Regions from separate parts of the Sus scrofa genome. Here regions 1 and 3 are each linked to region 2. The links are chromatin contacts, called in public HiChIP or PLAC-seq maps. All regions are on one chromosome and are shown on one strand. Each heading gives the region's core, a stretch centred on a gene start, on an enhancer-like site or on the middle of the called end of the contact. The rest is flanking DNA. Distances are from core to core; before and after follow the strand shown. Region 1 overlaps GTF3C1 (general transcription factor 3C polypeptide 1). Region 2 overlaps NSMCE1 (non-structural maintenance of chromosomes element 1 homolog). Region 3 has its middle 15 kb from the start of IL21R.

The links. HiChIP or PLAC-seq counts read pairs in DNA pulled down with a chosen protein or histone mark.
Region 1: an H3K27ac HiChIP or PLAC-seq map of alveolar macrophages shows a contact between it and region 2. The contact joins two enhancer-like sites. A contact is called at or near these places in 1 of 5 promoter capture datasets (liver), 28 of 47 Hi-C or Micro-C datasets (adipose tissue, alveolar macrophages, blood and 16 more) and 2 of 2 datasets of contacts at active chromatin or transcription factors (alveolar macrophages and skeletal muscle).
Region 3: a contact with region 2 is called in an H3K27ac HiChIP or PLAC-seq map of alveolar macrophages. The contact joins two enhancer-like sites. A contact is called at or near these places in 1 of 5 promoter capture datasets (fetal liver), 3 of 47 Hi-C or Micro-C datasets (alveolar macrophages and blood) and 2 of 2 datasets of contacts at active chromatin or transcription factors (alveolar macrophages and skeletal muscle).

Annotation. Positions count from the first base shown.
Region 1 is chr3:19,438,581-19,441,280 of Sscrofa11.1, reverse strand. GTF3C1 (general transcription factor 3C polypeptide 1) reads right to left here. Exons shown (of 37, transcript XM_005662065.3): 37 at 1,639-2,652. The coding sequence ends at 2,440. Among named protein-coding and RNA genes, the nearest start is that of IL21R, 49 kb to the left of the region's middle. Within about 2 kb of position 1,375, at least 26 of the 83 cell types and tissues checked have an H3K27ac peak or open chromatin away from gene starts, as enhancers often do. A contact at or near this core is called in adipose tissue, alveolar macrophages, liver and 2 more, where this site is marked.
Region 2 is chr3:19,644,366-19,647,065 of Sscrofa11.1, reverse strand. NSMCE1 (non-structural maintenance of chromosomes element 1 homolog) reads right to left here. Exons shown (of 8, transcript XM_021086448.1): 5 at 2,005-2,151. Among named protein-coding and RNA genes, the nearest start is that of KDM8, 30 kb to the left of the region's middle. Within about 2 kb of position 1,250, at least 18 of the 83 cell types and tissues checked have an H3K27ac peak or open chromatin away from gene starts, as enhancers often do. A contact at or near this core is called in adipose tissue, alveolar macrophages, liver and 2 more, where this site is marked.
Region 3 is chr3:19,503,247-19,505,946 of Sscrofa11.1, reverse strand. No RefSeq gene overlaps it. Among named protein-coding and RNA genes, the nearest start is that of IL21R, 15 kb to the right of the region's middle. Within about 2 kb of position 1,311, at least 4 of the 83 cell types and tissues checked have an H3K27ac peak or open chromatin away from gene starts, as enhancers often do. A contact at or near this core is called in alveolar macrophages, where this site is marked.

The DNA.
Region 1 (2,700 bases), core at 126-2,625, 210 kb after region 2:
AGCTGCAGCTCTGATCAGACCCCTAGCCTGGGAACCTCCATATGCTGCAGATGTGGCCCTAAAAAGAAAAAGGAATGGATTGTGTGAGTGAAAAGGGTAAGAATGAAGAGGGGAGGGACAGGGAACCCAAGGGAGGAGCTGCAGGGGTCTGGGCCCCGCTGTCACTCAGGGTGAACAGGACATGGCTCCTCTGGGCTCAGTGCCCCCCACCCCCGTTTTATTAGGTAGTTGATGTTTAAAAGCCCTTTGCTTCTAAATGTGAATTCTTTCTCCTGGGGACGCCGACTTTCGTTTTCCATAGTCCCTGCCCCTCCCTGGTAGTGGCCGAGGCCCCCTTCCTCTCCTCGGTGTTGCCTGAAGGTGTCTGATCTCAGTTTCTGGTCTACGCTGTGGTTCCAGGAGCCCCGGGTGCAAAGAGCCACCTTAGTTGGGGACAGTGAATAGAGGAGGGGCTGGATGGACAGGTGGACGGGCAAGTGGGGGTGGGGGAAGGTGTAGGTCGGTTGCCCAGGATGCTGGCTGTGGAAACGTAGATCGCAGAGGCCCCGTCTTTCCACTCAAGCGCAGACCCCTCGCCTCTATGTCTCATCGCCCACAGACGAGCCCAACCTGGGGGGACGGGAAAAGGAAGGGGGCTGGGCTGAGCCCTGCCATATGCCAGCCCTTGGTGTTCTTCGGCCCACTTGGTCCTCCTGTGAGAGAGATGTTCTGTCCCCACTTCTCAGATGAGAAAACCAAGGCTCTGAGCCGGAAACATCAAGCCTGGACTCCCCGCTGCCTTCCTCCCACCGCTTAGCGCATTCCCACGGGATCAGCCTCTGTATCTTCTGTTTCCAAAGCCGATCACACCTGTTATTCTACTTGATTTCAAAAAAACCCCTCAGATGCTATTTTTTTCACATTTGAGTAAACATGAAAAAAGAAGAGGAAAATGATGTGAAGACTTGGGTCGGGTCTCGGCTGTGCTGGGGTTCACCCTTGAGACCCCGGACCCCACGCCCCTGGCCCCCTGTCACGCTGGAATCTGGTCCAGGGTGACCAGTGGCCGGGTTCCTGGAGGCGGGAGGACGGGAACAAAGGGCTGCCAGCCAGGCCGGGTCAGGCGCTGCAGGTGGTAAGTGAGGGAGCTGCAGTGGGCCTGCGACCGGGCCTGGTGGGGGCATGTCCCATTCTCGTGACTGTCACGTGCGGTGTTGTGGGATTGCTCCAACTTTCAAGATAGAAATCTGTATTTTTAAAAAATCTGGAAATCTTCAATGTTTACAGAATGTTGGCCACTAGCAAAACAAAATAAAACAAAGAACCGTTGTGAGCTAAAGGGAACTGCCATGGACAGAATCCATGTCCCAGGCCCGTGTCCTCTGTGGCCTGCTGGCATCGCAGACTGTGCCAAGTGGCCTCAGGCCCGTCCTGCGCTGGGTGCTTCTGGACACCTGTCAAGGGAGAGGAAGAGGCCCAGCCAGGCAGGAGGAAGGGCTTTAGAGGTGGCGGCCGGTGGCGAGGCTGCGCCTGGGGCTGGCTGAGCTCGGCCGCAGCCCCCGCTTTCTCCCTGGGTTTTACCGGCCACATTCATTCCTGGTTGTTGTGCGGCCGAAAACAAGGCGCCCCCAGGGGATCAGAGATTCTTCAGGAAACACAGAGAACAAAATACACTTTACTTCACTTTAATTAAAAAATAAATACATGCCAGGGGATTTTTTTTAAATGAGGAAAAAGGTTGAAAAAACAAAACAAACCCCGGGACTTCCCGTTTTTAGCTGGTGGGAGGCCTGTGGGTGGCCTGCAGGCTCAGCCCCGCCTGGAGGGCAGGGGTTCCGCCGGGCACACAACCCCCTTCTGCGACGTGTCCCCGGGAGGCCCTGCCCCTCAGGCCACGGGGGCTTTCTGGGGAGCAGGGGGGGGTCCTCCGCAGTGGGGTGGCTGGAAGCTGCAGGGCGAGGTGTGTGTGGACGGGGCAGAGCCCCGTGTCCTGAACTCCCAGCCCCTCGCCGGCCAGCAGATGTCCATACAGGGCTCCAGGCCTGGGCCGGCGGCTCTGCTCCCGAAAGGCAGCCTCAGCTCGGAAGCCCTCGGAGGACGGGCCCCCTGGGGGCTTCTCAACCTCACCACAACCCAGGTTCCGGAGAGCTGGGTGGGCGGCTCAGCCGAGGCCCCGGGAATAGGAGGAGGTGACGAAGCGAGGTCCCTTGGGGCAGCCCGGGAAGGGCCTGGGGGCAGGTGGGCAGGTGGCCCTCCTTCCAGGAGGTTCCGGGCCAGGAAACAGCATTTGAGGCCTCAGGCTGGGCACAGGGTCTCTGTACAATTGGCGGGTGGGGGCAGGGCCCTCTGCACCCCAACCTCGCCAGGCTGCACCCCACAGTGGGCAGAGGCCCCCCAGGAGAGCACACTCTCTCTCAGGGTCGGCAGAGGGACAGGCGGGTCGCGAGGGCCACGGGGGCCTCAGAGGTGGACCCACTTGTTCCAGTTGGCCTCGCTGGGGAAGACACGGCCCAGGCGGATGGTGCAGTCCAGCGTGGGCTCGTAGGACACCGTGAGGTTCTCGCTCAGGCTCGAGGGCGCCTCCACCTCTTCGATCGCTGGCTTGGAGAAGAGCGACACGCTCCGGGGCTTCCTCAGCAGGCGCTTTTTAATGCAGCCCAGGAATTCCAGGCCCTGCAGACGCCACAGACAGACTGGTTTCCAGGGGCGCTTAAGGCCCAT
Region 2 (2,700 bases), core at 1-2,500:
CAACCCCCAGGCTGACCATTCAGAGAGCACTCCGCCCTCACGAAGGAAACACCCGAAGCCGTCACTGTCCTCATCCTCCAGACAGGAAACGGCCCAGAGACCAGAAGCCACTGCCACGGGCAGCAGCAAAGCCAGAGCACCTGGGGGCCTGCCCACCGCATCCTCTGCTGCACCGGGCCTGTTCCTTCGTCCGCGAAAGGCCCGAGGGCTCAGCCAGCCAGGGGGCTCCCCTGAGGCCTGTGGGGCTGTGGGGGCCAGGGCTCAGCTCACAGAGCCTCCAGGCCACCGTCTCCCCCAAGGTCAGGGCCGCCCCTGGAGAAGGCGGCCCCAGCATCTCCATGTCACTGAGGAAGAAGCAGAGATGACAGGAGGCTGGGCCCGAGGGCAAGCCCAGCAGCCCCCAGAAGCACATTCTTTCCTTCCCTGGTCCCCTCTCTGGGCAGCAAAGGACAGCCTCCAGCCCTGCGCGGTGACGTGACAGCATCGTGCTGGATATGCACGACCGCCTGCAGGCCCCAAGCAGGGCACAGGGGGTGAGCTCGGTGGGCGGGGGGAGGATGACACGATGACACGTGTTCTCAGCAACGTGATCCCCCATCCAAACACCGCTTCTTCCCAATCTACAAGGATTTCCGGTGTCACTGCCTCGGTATGTTTTAGATACATTGCGTTCCTCTGGGATTCCATCCTCCCGCCCCGTTCAGGAAGCAGTTACCAGGGCCTCAGGAGCACTGAGGTGCAGCCACGAGGAGGGCGCAGGCCTGGCCCTCAGGGAGCTTGCCCGAGGACAGAGCGTGGGGTTGTGACCCGAGCTGCCCCAGAACGTTCCGTGTTGCCAAATCCACCCCAGAGAGGAAGGAAAACTGTGACAAAGCAATTGACAGGGACCTGCAGTCACCCGAGCTGGGGGCTGAGCATGGCCCTGCCACTTGCCGGCTGTGGGACTTCACCCAGATCATGGGGCTGCCGTGGTTCGGCCACGGAACAGAGCTAAGGGGCTCCGTGTCGTCACAGGGCGGCCGGGAGGACCTGAGGTGCAGACGTGCCCAGAGATGCTGGCACACCCCCCACCTGCCACCCCTGACCTGGCCGCTGTGGCCTCGCCAGACCTTTCCTCCCATCAGCAAAGTCCCTCAGGAACTGACTATTTCTGGTCAGGCTGCCGGGGTCCCCTCCACCAAGAGATCGACCACTCAGAGCACTGCTGTCACCACACCAGAGGGGACCTCTCCCCAGAAGGGAAGTGAAGCATGGCGTTACCACAGCAGCAGCCTCCAGCCTCGGGCCTGACCGCTGAGTGAGGAAGTCGAGGGCCCAGCTGAGCACGTCCCGCCCAGATGGGCAGCGGAGGGGCAGGGCTGTGGGACCCAGGGCGGCGCTAAGCACGTCCGGCTTGGGTTTCTTGGAAACGGGGGTGCGTTTGTGGAAAAAGAGCGGAGACATCTGACTGCTCCAGCTGACAGAACTAGACGCAGGGCGTCTAGAAGCTTGAACCTTTCCCGGCTCCCTCCAGCTCCTCGCCTCAAGGGCCGCCATCTAAGTGCAAGAACCCAAGAGCACGGGTCCAGAAGAGTGTGATGCTGCCATTGAGAACCGTGCCGTCACAGCGATTCCTGAGGGGCCAGCAGCAGGCACCTGACGCACCTGGAGTGGATGCCACCACTCCCCTCAGTAGACATGAGGACACGGGGGACACCCGCACCGGGATTTGGGCCCAGGGCTGGTGCTCACGCTGTACCCCTACCCAGCGTGCACACTGCCTCCAGCCCGTGGACCCGGGTCACAGGCCTGGCCACTTCCAGCTGGGGCACCCTGGACAAGGTCACAGGAGTGACCAGGAGGTTCCAGGCCTCCTCGCAGGGTCACTGTGGGCATCGAAGCAGATGAGGGGCCTGAAAGGGCCTGGCTCCACAGACACGCGTGGGATCCAGGGTGGTTGGGGAGGGAAGATGATGATTCCCTCCAAAAAGTGAGCCAAGCTGGAGAATCTGTGGGACCAGGTACCTCAATGAGCCATTTGTTTTGTACAAACTTCTGCAGCACTTGCTCGGCCTCCTTCTTCCTCATCTTCTTGCCTTTGAGCTGATCGACCAGGTTCAAGATATTTGTGGAAGACGCGAAGCCGCTTTCGGAGTCGATAATGAGTTCCAGCTAGAAGAAACAGCGGGTACCACGTTCATCTATTAAATCGGCAAAAATAACTTTGAAGCAATGATACCAACCCCGACAGGGGTGCAGTGAAATTACTCACATCTCAGGCAGAAATCTAGGAGCCTTCAGGAAAACAATAATATGCATCAAAAACCATAACACATTCAGTTTTGACTCCACAGTCACTCTTGTAACGCCATCCCAAGTGAAGAGTCTTATTTATTTTGTCTTTATTTTAGGGCTGCACCCACAGCATATGGAGAGTCCCAGGCTAGGGGTCAAGTCGGAGCTGTAGCTTCCGGCCCAGCCACAACCACAGCAATTCGGGATCCAAGCTGCATCTGCGACCTACACCACAGCTCACGGCAACGCCAGATCCTTAACCCACTGTGCCAGGCCAGGGATCGAACCCGTGTCCTCGTGGATACTAGTCAGATTCATTTCCACCGAGCCACAATGGGAACTCCCCAAATGAATGATCTTAATGCCTCCCCTTAAATCAAGAAGGGTCATTTCACCTCCCTGAAGATGGAGAAGCTGAGAGTGAAA
Region 3 (2,700 bases), core at 62-2,561, 140 kb after region 2:
GCACTCATTCCCCGAAACCCTGTGTCTCTGCTGGGGGTCTGGTGGCTTCCTTCCCCTTTCAGTCTGTTCTCATCTTGATTATTCCTCTTTTATCTTTCCTTTCTTTCTTTCTGTTTTTTTTTTTTTTTTTTTTCTTCTTAGGGCCACACCCACAGCATATGGAAGTCCCCAGACTAGGGGTCCAATCGGAGCTGCATCTGCGACCTACACCACAGCTCAGGGCAACGCTGGATCCTTAACCCACTGCACGAGACCAGGGATCGAACTTGCATCCTCATGGATACTAGCGGAAACTCCCTCCTTCTTTTACTTTGTTCTGCATGTATCTTGTTGCTCTTTTTCCAAATTCTTGAGAGGGATGTTTGAGACTTTCAGTTTTAGGTTTTCTTCTCTTCTTTTTTTTTAAGGGTTTATTTTATTTTATTTTATTTTATTTTAAACTCTTTTTTTTTTGTCTTTTTTTTTTTTTTTTTGTCTTTTTGCCTTTTCTAGGGCCGCTCCCTCGGCATATGGAGGTTCCCAGGCTAGGGGTCGAATCGGAGCTGTAGCCGCCGGCCTATGCCAGAGCCACAGCAACGCAGGATCCGAGCCGCGTCTGTGACCTACACCACAGTTCACAGCCACGCTGGATCCTTAACCCACTGAGCTAGGCCAGGGATCGAACCCGCCACCTCATGGTTCCTAGTCGGATTCGTCAACCACTGCGCCACGACGGGAACTCCTTCTTCTTTTCTAACGTACAAGTTTTGAAGGCTGCACATTTCCCTCTAAGTACTGTTTGAGCAGCAATGCCCATGTTTTGATATGGACTTTTTGTATCACTCAGTTCCGAATGCTTTCTAACGTTTCCATTGTGATTTTTCTCATTGTCCCTTAGCTGATGTAGGGGTGTATTTCCTGGTTTTCCCAGCCACGTTTTTGAAAACCTTTGGAATGTCCTCTCTTATCTTGCCAACATGGTGGACTGCTCTTCATCCTTTGAGTCCAATGCAAGTGTCCCCTCCTCCGTGAAGCCTTCCCTCGACACCCCCTCCACACGACTCCAGGCGTGTAATTAGTAGTTGCCTCTTTTCTGTCCCCATGGCACTTTGTACAGATGGTCATTGTAGCATTTGTAGGGCATCCAGTAATGCATCTGTCAAAACTCTTTCAGTTTCAAGTGAAAGAAAACTGATCTTTTTGGCTGAAACCAAAAGGGAACTTAGTGTCTCATTTCACTAAGATGTCTGGCTTTCAGGCACAGCTGGATCAAGGAGTTCTGATTCCTGATGACTCAGTTAATCTCTTGGGTCATTTCCTGAATGTTGACTACATTCTGTGGCAAGTTCTCTCATTGTGGCCATGAGCTATCTGTAGCAGCTGCAGAGGGCACATCTGCTCTGCTCCAAGTCTGCAATCTTGGCCCTAATTGTCTCATCAAAAACTGGAGATTCATTGGTTCTAACTGGGCTACATATGCTGACTTGGATGAATTAATACGGCCCTGGAGAAGAGCGTACATTGGCTTAGGATGGGGTCATGTGATCCCCTGGGAAAGGAGGCAGAAAACACCAGGACACAAATACCTGGAGAGGGGAGTTCCCATGGTGGCGCAGCGGAAATGCATCCAACTAGGAACCATGAGGTTGCGGGTTTGATCCCTGGCCTCGCTCAGTGGATTAAGGATCCTGCGTTGCCATGAGCTGTGGTATAGGTTGCAGACGCCGCTGGGATCCTGTGTTGCTGTGGCTGTGGTGTAGGCTGGCAGCTGTAGCTCCGATTGGACCCCTAGCCTGGGAACCTCCATGTGCCGTGGGTGCAGCCCTAAAAAGCAAAAAAGGAAAGAAAGAGGCACTACTCCTTAATGCTAAGACTACTATCCGGTCAGTCTTATGCTCGCCACACGCCACTGTCCCTAGATCTTTGCTTTTAGTCCCGTGTGTCCCTTCCCCACTGGATTTGAGACTAGGGACAGCGAGAAAAGTGCTTTCCTATTAACCGAGAAAAGCTGGAGCCTGCAGGGAAAGAAGGAGATGGGCAAGCCCTCCTGGACCCTGTTATCGCAGCTGCTGCTGTAACTCCTAGTCAGCTCTGGCTGCTACAACACATACCACTGAGAAGGCAACTTAAACAACAGACATTCTTCTCACAGTTCTAGAGATAGGCAAGTCCAAGATCCCAGTGGGCTGGCTGACCAAGTTCCTGGCAAGAACCCGCTTCCTCGTTTGCAGATGGCCGTCTTCTTGCTGTGTCCTCATAGCCTCTCCTTGGTGTGTGTAGACGGAGGGCGAGAGGGTGAGCTCCCTTGTGTCTCTTCTTGTAAGGACACCCATCCCACCCTTCCCCACTTCCTTAGAGGCCCCCGCCTCCACATACAGCCACACTGGGAGTTAGGGCTGCCATGTGTGAATTTGGGGACGACGCGAACACTCAACCCACGAGGCTCTCCTTCCAGGAGGAGGCTTCCCACATCTTTTCAAAAATCCGAGCTGCACAGACGCCCGTGTGAAAGGAGCCTTTATGGCCCTGTGGTCCAACCGCACACGCAATCAATCTGACCATTTACCCACATCAACAGGTGGCCCAGCCTGGTTTGCATACCTCCGGGGACAGGAAGCTCACCATCTTCTGCAATTAGGCACCTCTGACGGCACTGGTCTGGACCTAAAGGTCAGCAGCTTTCACAACCCCCGCTGGGAGTCCTCCCTTCTTCAAGCCAAA